Linked DNA regions of Triticum aestivum: all the other regions are linked to region 3. A link is a contact called in public Hi-C data. All regions are on one chromosome and are shown on one strand. Each heading gives the region's core, a stretch centred on a gene start, on an enhancer-like site or on the middle of the called end of the contact. The rest is flanking DNA. Distances are from core to core; before and after follow the strand shown. Region 1 has its middle 18 kb from the start of LOC123054778. Region 2 has its middle 17 kb from the start of LOC100136986. Region 3 holds the start of LOC123054782 (zinc finger matrin-type protein 2).

The links. Hi-C and Micro-C count contacts between places; a contact is called where the count stands out from the background.
Region 1: a Hi-C map of leaf shows a contact between it and region 3, with 5 times the contacts expected there. The contact joins the enhancer-like site here to the promoter of LOC123054782 in region 3. A contact is called at or near these places in 2 of 5 Hi-C or Micro-C datasets (both in leaf).
Region 2: a Hi-C map of leaf shows a contact between it and region 3, with 3 times the contacts expected there. The contact joins the enhancer-like site here to the promoter of LOC123054782 in region 3. A contact is called at or near these places in 2 of 5 Hi-C or Micro-C datasets (both in leaf) and 1 of 1 datasets of contacts at active chromatin or transcription factors (leaf).

Annotation. Positions count from the first base shown.
Region 1 is chr2D:592,228,562-592,231,369 of IWGSC CS RefSeq v2.1, forward strand. No RefSeq gene overlaps it. Among protein-coding and RNA genes, the nearest start is that of LOC123054778, 18 kb to the left of the region's middle. Within about 2 kb of position 1,355, at least 5 of the 8 cell types and tissues checked have an H3K27ac peak or open chromatin away from gene starts, as enhancers often do. A contact at or near this core is called in leaf, where this site is marked.
Region 2 is chr2D:592,668,679-592,671,626 of IWGSC CS RefSeq v2.1, forward strand. No RefSeq gene overlaps it. Among protein-coding and RNA genes, the nearest start is that of LOC100136986, 17 kb to the left of the region's middle. Within about 2 kb of position 1,628, at least 1 of the 8 cell types and tissues checked has an H3K27ac peak or open chromatin away from gene starts, as enhancers often do. A contact at or near this core is called in leaf, where this site is marked.
Region 3 is chr2D:592,472,211-592,474,954 of IWGSC CS RefSeq v2.1, forward strand. It overlaps LOC123054782 (zinc finger matrin-type protein 2), which reads left to right and starts at 1,267. Exons shown (of 11, transcript XM_044478626.1): 1 at 1,267-1,509; 2 at 2,068-2,113; 3 at 2,212-2,298; 4 at 2,412-2,433; 5 at 2,528-2,610. The coding sequence starts at 2,099.

The DNA.
Region 1 (2,808 bases), core at 105-2,604, 240 kb before region 3:
TTGGAATTCATGAACATTTTTCAAAGCAACGAAGAAAATTCAAACATGCTCAAAAATTCAAAATTATGAACAATTTCTGAAAAAGTGAACAATTTTATTAATATGGTTAATATTTTTACTAAATAGACACTGACCAATTATTAACATACGATGAATATTTTATTTATATACAATGAACTTCTTTCAATAGATGGTGAACAATTTTCAATTACACACTCAAAGTTTTTAAAATATGTTGAACATTTTTACAAAATACACACTGAAGAATTATTTAATATATGATGAACATTTTATGTATATACAATGAAGGTTTCTTTAATATACAGTGAACAGTTTTCAAATTACACACCGAACTTTTTAAATACAGTGAACATTTTCTTCAAAATACACACTAAACTATTGTTGTTCACGCAATAAAAAATTGTTCATGAATTCAAAAAAGGTTCACAAATTTAAAAATTGTGAACAAATTACAGAAAAGGGCAAGGTGTGTTTTATCTTCTTCTTTTTGCTTCAAACACATATATGTATGTGCGTAGGGCTGGACACGAGCCGAGCCGAGCCGAGTTTGACCCGAGCTAGGCTTTGGCTCGCCCGTGTGCGAGCTGGCTCGGCTCGGCTCGGTTGGTGAACGAGCCCACTTTTAGTGGCTCGGCTCGTCTTGCCTGCTGCTCGGTCCAGCCCGAGCGGCTCGTGTGAGTGAGTGCCGATGTATGTTCAGTGTGCATGGGAGCGGCCGGTGTGTGCGTGCGCGCCGCCGGGCGACGCCGGTGAAGTGTGGGCTTGCAAAGTCTCCTCCGCATGGCCGGTTGCCGGGGTCATCGTCAAGAGAGGAGCGCATGGACTGGAGGTCGTACCTGCTTTTGCCGGCGAGGAATCACGGGAGCGACGAACGACGGCGTCCAGCGCAGCGGCGAACAGGCATGTACGCCGTCTGTGTCTACGGCGAGCCATCCAGCGTCATGCGAGGCGAGGAGGACGATGTCTGGTGGTGGCCATTGGCTGGACGGTGGCGGGCGCGGCAAGGCGCAAACCCTAAGCAGCGGCGGCTGCATTCGCTCGCTAGGGGAGGCACATGTGAGTCGGGGTGCTTTTAGTGGGCTTGGGCTGCTCGTGTAGGCTGCTATGTCTAGGCAATGGGCTGAAAATTATCAAAAAAAATTAATTGGGCTGCGAAATGAGCCACCGAGCTGGACCGAGCGGAAACCGGCTCGGCTCGGTCGTCGAACGGGCCTAAATTTGCTAGCTCGGCTCGGCTTCTTTTCTTGTCGGGCCGAGCTGAGTCGGGCCGAGCTGGAGCGAGTTTCGGATGGAGCCAAAAAGCTCGTTCGAGCGTCCAGTCCTAATGTGCGGCTGGGCGTTGGCTCGCGTCGCGTCACGCGCGCATGTGTTACATTTTCCTTCCCTTAATCAATTCCTTGGAGGAAAGCACGACCACGTCAAGTCGATCGTTTTTAGCAGAAATTTGCCAGGCTTTATTAATTAGAGTTCCGCTTCGGTACAACACCCCTAGAAAACGTATAAAGGGCATTACAGTCTTTTCACAAGGTATGTACGATGCCCGCTTGAATATACGCCCTACGCACCCGGTGACTGGGCCAGCCCATGAAGGTTTCCGCAGTACGCAACAGTATGACAGCCATGTAATATCAGACAGGAATAAAAAGAGACCTCACAAAGATTCGAACTCCGCACCTCTAGCCCACAAAGGAAAGTTGCAGACCAGTCACCCTGAGAAGCTTTGGTGACAAAATCTGAGCGAGCCCCTTAAAGAGCTACTACGCAGAATATGAAAACACGAGAATTTCTGAAATAAAAAAACCAAACATTTTTAGAAGTCGTGAATATTTATTTATTTTTAAATAAAAATAATTCTGAAATTTCCGAGTTTTGTGAAAACGTGAATGTTTTTAGAGTTCTGAGAAAAAATCCAACATGGCATCGTTTTTTAACAATCATGACAAGTTTTAGAGAACAATATATTTTTGGAAAACCCTGTACATTTTTAAACTACTAAATAACTTTTTAAAATGTGAATATTGTTTTGCAATTTCCGAAAAAAGTCACAAACATTTTTAAAAGGAAAAATAAGTATGACAATAACAAATAAACAAAAAAAGAAAAAACTTAAACAATGAAAAAAACATAAAGCAAAATAAAAGGAAAAAATAAAAAATAAATAAAACTGAAAACACGGTAAAATAAAAGTGAAAAACTAGAAGGTCCCCAAGTTGGGGTGGGGGTAGTTCCTACGCTATTTGCAGAAATGGCTGACCCAAACTCGTCTCTCGGCCGCTTGCCTTATGCGAAACAGTGGCAATCTGAAGTATTTGTCTGCTTTTCTCAAAGAAAAATATTTTTTCTTCTCTTCTTTTTTCTGCTTTTCTGCTTTTTTTGTTTTCATTCTCTTTCTTCACCAATTATTTTCTATTTTTACTTTATTATTATTTTTGAAATCCTTATTTTTAAAAAATATTGTTTGCAATACCAAAATAGCCATACAATGATGAAAAGCGTTCAAACCTTGCATGCGTGCTTTCCATGGGCATTCCCACCTTGTTGAAAAAGTTGGGTCATTTCAAGATGTCCAAAAACAGATGATATTCAACGGAGGGTGTTCGGGTAAGGCTAGAAGGGTCCATTTGAATGCACATTTTTTTCGACGTCCCTCAAATGGTCCAAATGCTTTCCACCAGCTTCAGCTTCTGTGACCAACAATGCCTCATGCCAAGTTGTTTGGATTTTTGACAAGTTTTGCATTTTCTGAAGTTTTCTTGGTGACAAGAGCCGATAAAATGGTCGAAAGCG
Region 2 (2,948 bases), core at 378-2,877, 200 kb after region 3:
GACCTCCTGCGCGAGTCCATCATCGCACATCAGACGCCTAATCTCCAGAGCGCCATGCCATCGAGATCCGACACCAACAATGTGTGCGATGAAGCACCGCTCCTCCTCTTGTCACCTCCAGCCATCACTTGCTCCAAAACGATGCCCCCATGAGGGAAAGCGCTACTAAGAACGCCATCATCGTCCGATCCGGGAGACCCAGATCTAGGGTTTCCCCTGGAGCATCCCGAGCCCGATGACGCCAACTGCGACAACGATGCCTCGACAAGGAAACGACATCAAAGACGCCGCCATCGTTCGCCATGACCGTAGTCGGCGCGATTTTCATCGGCAGTTGCGCCACCGGGCGTACGGCGCCGGCCTCGCTGGTTCCTTCGACCGTAGCAAACTCCAAAACGATGCCCTGAAGAGGGACTACGGCGCAAGAGCACCATCATCGCTCGATCCCATGGAGATCTAGGGTTTTCCCCGGAGTTGCCCGGGTTGTCAAGGACCAGACAAAGATGCCGACGTGTCGCACTTGCCATCGCGTCGACCATGACCCGGAGACCAAGCTCACGCCTAAGCCCAGATCTGGCCGCGCCGCCGCCGATCTGGTCACGCCGCCGTCGTCCATGGCGACCGTGGCGCCCCACATTTTGAAGCCGCCTGCCATGGGGAATGGGATCGCCGGAGCGCCGCCAGCCCCCGTCGTGACGTCCGGCCGGACGCCACGCTCCGGCCCGGGGGCGCCGGCCCGCGCCAGCTCCTCACGAGCGGGAGGGCACCTAGTCCCCGCCGCCGCCGGCAACGGTAAGGCTTTGCCTGGCCGCGCCCTTGGGCGGCGGCGAGGGAGGAGGACGACGAGAGGGGGAGTCGGGGACGACGGGATCTGGAGGCCTCCCAGCCGCCGCACAGGGGCGACTCGGGAGGGACGGGAGGAACGGGAATCTTGAGTTAACAAATGATGGAGGTCGTATAACTGTCCATATCGTGGGATTATAGAAGCTAGTACGTGGTAGTAGTATTTTGTGTAAGGAAAGAGGCTCAGGCTACTGCTGTATGCTACTGTAGTTTGGTTTGTGATTAAGATTGTCAAAGGTTGTCACATTAAGATTAGGCTAGGTTTGATCAACTTAGATGAGTGTTCGGTTCAAACTACATCTTACGTAAAGCCATACTAGGGCCTCACATGATATACACATAAAATGTGTGGCAAGATTCACTTAGGCTTGCCAACTTGTGTCTCTCATTTGTTGAATTAATCTTAGACAATCTTGGCAAAAATGTGTGGCAAAATATAACAATGCATGGCCTAAAACCAAACCGCCCCAAATTCCAACCCCAGCCAAGCATTGAGATAGACCAGCAAGATCTTTCATTATTGGAATTCGCAGAAACTTCCGAGTCACACTCACTTGCTCCCACCGGTCTCAAGTCTTGATCAGGCACACGCACGTAGTGGTAGTAGTACATCCGACCGATTAATTGGAATGGATCGAACCGCGAGCGGCGCGTAGAGCGGTCGTACGTGTTCATCCAGTGAGATTAGTCAGCAAAGACACTTAATTCGCTACGACTTATCTGCGTGCAGACGAAAAATGTTTGGTGAGTCAAGGATGCAGGGAAGAACATGTCACATGTGACTAGTAGAACGCGAGGTCGCCATCTGTCTGACACCGGACTGATCCTGGAACAGTAGGATGCATGCGCCCACGCACGAATAGTCGCGCGCAAGTTGGAGGACTCGATCAGGAAATTACGAGGAAACGTGAGTGCGGTTTGTCTCGGGTCTTGGTTTTTTCCGGACGCAGCTCTCAGTCGGCTGGGCTTACGAAGGCGATGTCTTGCGCTGAAGGTGATCGTTTCACGATTTGGCGGCTAGAGCTGCGGCCCTGAACGAGAGACTGGTAGCATGTTTTCGAATTGATTCAGCGGGTTAGACTGCAGATGGCATGCCTTCATGGGGATTTAGCGTAGCAAAAATGCATCGAAGGCCTCTAGCGTTATGAGAGCTTACGCAATAACTTCAATATTTTATCGTGTTCTCGAGGTTATTTAGAGGTTTAGATCTTGAATTGCTTGTTTTCATGGGAATTTAGCACAAATATGTCTTTTTTTGGTGTTCTTAGTCCACCAACATGATTACGAGGAGATTTTAGTGTTACTAGTACATATGTCCGCGCGTTGTAACGGGAGAGAATTGTTTTTATGAGAGACAACGAGAGAGATAATTGATGTGTCCATAAAAAACGGCGCCCGCGGCGAGGAGCTGCGGTCTTCTCTTGACTCGTGTGTTTTCCTCTGAGATCTTGATAATGGTGGGGTTTGTCGGCGTGACGGCGACCACCCAACTAGTGTCTTTTTTTTCCTCTGGGTACACCTTTGTCTTCGGGTTGTGGCAGCCCGGCGACCTTCGCGGCACGGTTGCTTCGAGCACTCTCTCATACAACAGCGTATCTGGATGGATTGCTAACCGTAGCGAATAAATCTCATTTCATTAGCATATTCTTTTTTTGAACACAGTACAGACGCAAGCGCTCATATACACGCGCATACACTTATCCCTATGAACGCACACACGCACACCCTACCCCTATGAGCACCTCCGAAAGACTGAGCCGGCATATCATCTTGAACTTTACGAAGTCGCCGTAGGCACCTCGTCGTCGACGAGAACGTCTCCTCCCACTGAATGCGCATCGCCGGAAATTCTAAAATAAATCCAAGGATAAATGCGAGCAACAGGACTTGAACCCTGGTGGGCTGGGGATACCACAGTACCTCTAGCATATTTAGCGCACAAACATACATAAATGTCCTTTCTTTATAAGGATTTATCTCGGCCAGCTCACTGGCAGGCACCGAAACGGCCTGTATTTGTAAGCCATTAGTACAAAAATAAAAAAAAGGTGCGTTAAAGATCAAACTCACGACTTCAAAGACCCGATCATGTCCTGCTAGCCATT
Region 3 (2,744 bases), core at 17-2,516:
TGTGAGTCTCAAAATTTGAGCTCCTAAATTCATGACTAAATTTACAAAAATCAAAAGTCGAAGAATGATCTAAAATTTCATGTATGATCGCTCCATAACTGGACGCATTCTCCTTATGGATATCTTCTATGACAATCTTGCAGTCCGAGGCCACATGTATACGCCGTAGATATAGGTCCTCTGAGAGGGCTAGTGCCTCTCGAATTGGCAGGGCTTCGAGGGTTTGAGGATCTGCTAGAATGCTCTTACCGCCGGGAGCTCCTATTGGACGCTGTAGGCGTCCGTTGGAGAACTGGCGCCTGCAGCGACCAGCCATGGGCCGCGGCAAATTAAGAGAAGATCGCTCCCTCGCTCCCCCTTCGTTTGCTCGCTCGCTCGCTGAAGAAAAACAGACTCGCATCGCTGGGTTTTTTTGGGCTGTGCTGCGCTTCTGGTTCAGGGAAAAGACCGGCCTCCGTTTTTTTACAACTTTGAATATGTTTGTGAAAAAAGGTCATATAATATTAAGAAAAGTTCGTCAATTTTGAACAATAATGTTCACAAATCTGAAAAAAGTTCATTGGATTTGAAAAAAGTTCATCAGATTAAAAAAAGTTCATCAAATTGAAAATAGTTCATTGGATCTGGAAAAAAAGTTCATCAAATCGAAAAAAGTTCATTCGATTTGGAAAAAAAGTTCGTCGGATTGAAAAAAGTTCATCGGAATCTGGAAAAAGTTCATCGATTTTTAGAATAAGTTCAAAAAAAGTTTAAAAGTTCATTCACTTTCGAAAAAGTTAATCGAGTTTGAAAAACAAATCATTGAAATTGAAAAATAGTTCATCGGTATACAGAAAAAGTTCACGAACTAGAAATCGTCTATTTGTAAACATTTTTCGCATTTAAGAAAAGAAAACAGGAAACAAAAAAAGAAAGGGGAACAAACGCATGAAACAAAGGTATAAAAAGATGGAAAGGAGCCATCTGTTCACGAGTCAGGGCGGTGGCGTAGTGGTCTGTGAATTTTCTGTTAACTGAGAGATTGTTGGTTCGATTCCTGGCTGTGCACGCTTTCGCTAACTCTCCTTTTTTTGTTTCGAAAACAGTGGGGAAAGGGTAGTTGGGCCGAGCCCAGCTAGCGCCGCTGCAGGCGCCCGTTTGCGGAAACAGCTATAACCAGCGCCTGCAGCGCCAAATAGGAAATGCCCTTACCGCCTCAAGGCTTATTGCAGAAACCAAACTTCGGGCCCTCCCTTATGTGGCCCAGCCCAACCACGAGCCCCTCAGTCCATCACAGGCCACATCTCGGCGCTGCTTACACCCCTAAAAAAAATAATCTCTGTGCTGCTTCGTCTATCCCTCCCACCGTCCTCGGCTCCCCGGGGATCCCGCCGTCGCCGCCGCCGGCCCGCGTTGGTGCCGCCCTGGCTCTTTCAACTTGGAAGGGCTGCCACCACCGCCTCCTCCCTCCGCGCCAGTCCCCGCAAGCGCTCCTCGGCACCCCTCCTCCTGCCGTCGGATCCCCTCACCGTGAGTTCCGTGCTCCCTTGATTCCGATTCCCTAGTGTCCTCATAATCCCTTGGTGCCCGATAGATGCTAGGGTTAGCTATCCTTCGATGTGTTGTTAGTTTGATTGATGGAACGCCCTGCTGTTTATGCTGCCGTGCCCCGTATTAGGGTTCTCTTAAATTCGATGCAGTTTCATGCAATACTATTAGGGTTCAATTCATTCGGTTGGTTCAGTTTCATTGCAATACTAAAACACAAGATGGATATTGTACCACGCTGTGTTGTTTTGCTATGCTTTATCGATTTTGATTTATGATTCGAATTTCACATCAACTGCACCTCGGTCCCATACTTCTTTTTATGTCACACAACGCGTGTGCTGTGGGTAGTTTACTCTTCTGGTTAATTTTCAGCCTAGGGATTTATATTGTTTCATTTAGTTGAGTCCTGCTGCCATCATGTGCAGCTTCTCTGGTGGTTGCACAGAGGCACGTTTTGTTCGCTTTGTCACACGTCAAAAATTCGTTCCAGGTTATTGTTTTGTTTCTTATCTTTCTTGTACATGTGATGATTTGTAGGTAGCATCTGATTGGCAGTGGACAGGGCAAGATGTCTGGCGGCAATGTGAGTTGCTGCTACTCGTAATTCTTTCTATCTGCAGAGAAGCCAGTGTGGTGCATTTGAGGATTTTGAGCTGATCCTCTGCTTGTTATGATGCGTAGCCTGCAGGTGTGGATAACACTTTCCGTAGGAAATTTGACAAGGAGGAGTACTTGGAGCGAGCTCGACAGAGAGAGCGGGATGAGAAGGTCCTCCACGGCGTCCTACTGTTTTTTGAAAACTAAACATGATCATATTCATACTTCTCTCTTGTTCAATACATTGCTAACATTTGCTCTGTCTTTCTCCCTTGGTTATGCAGGATGAAGCCCGGAGAGGCAAGGGTATGCACTCCGTGTAAAGTTATTAATTCTATTAAATCTGTAGCCTTACTGTTATTATCATGCAAAACTGAATTATTTCCTCTACAAACGTCAGACAGGGGCCCTCCTGTGCAAAGACAGCCTTTGAAGCATAGGGATTATGAAGTTGATCTTGAGTCTCGTCTTGGTAAAACCCAGGTTCGTCAGATCATATAGGTTTCAAATAATGTTTCTCATTGTTTTTCCATGTTTCCTCATTGTTGTATAACCTGTGAACCCAATTGGGCGTGATTTCTTCTTATGTATATCTTGCGTGGTTCATTTGGAAGTTC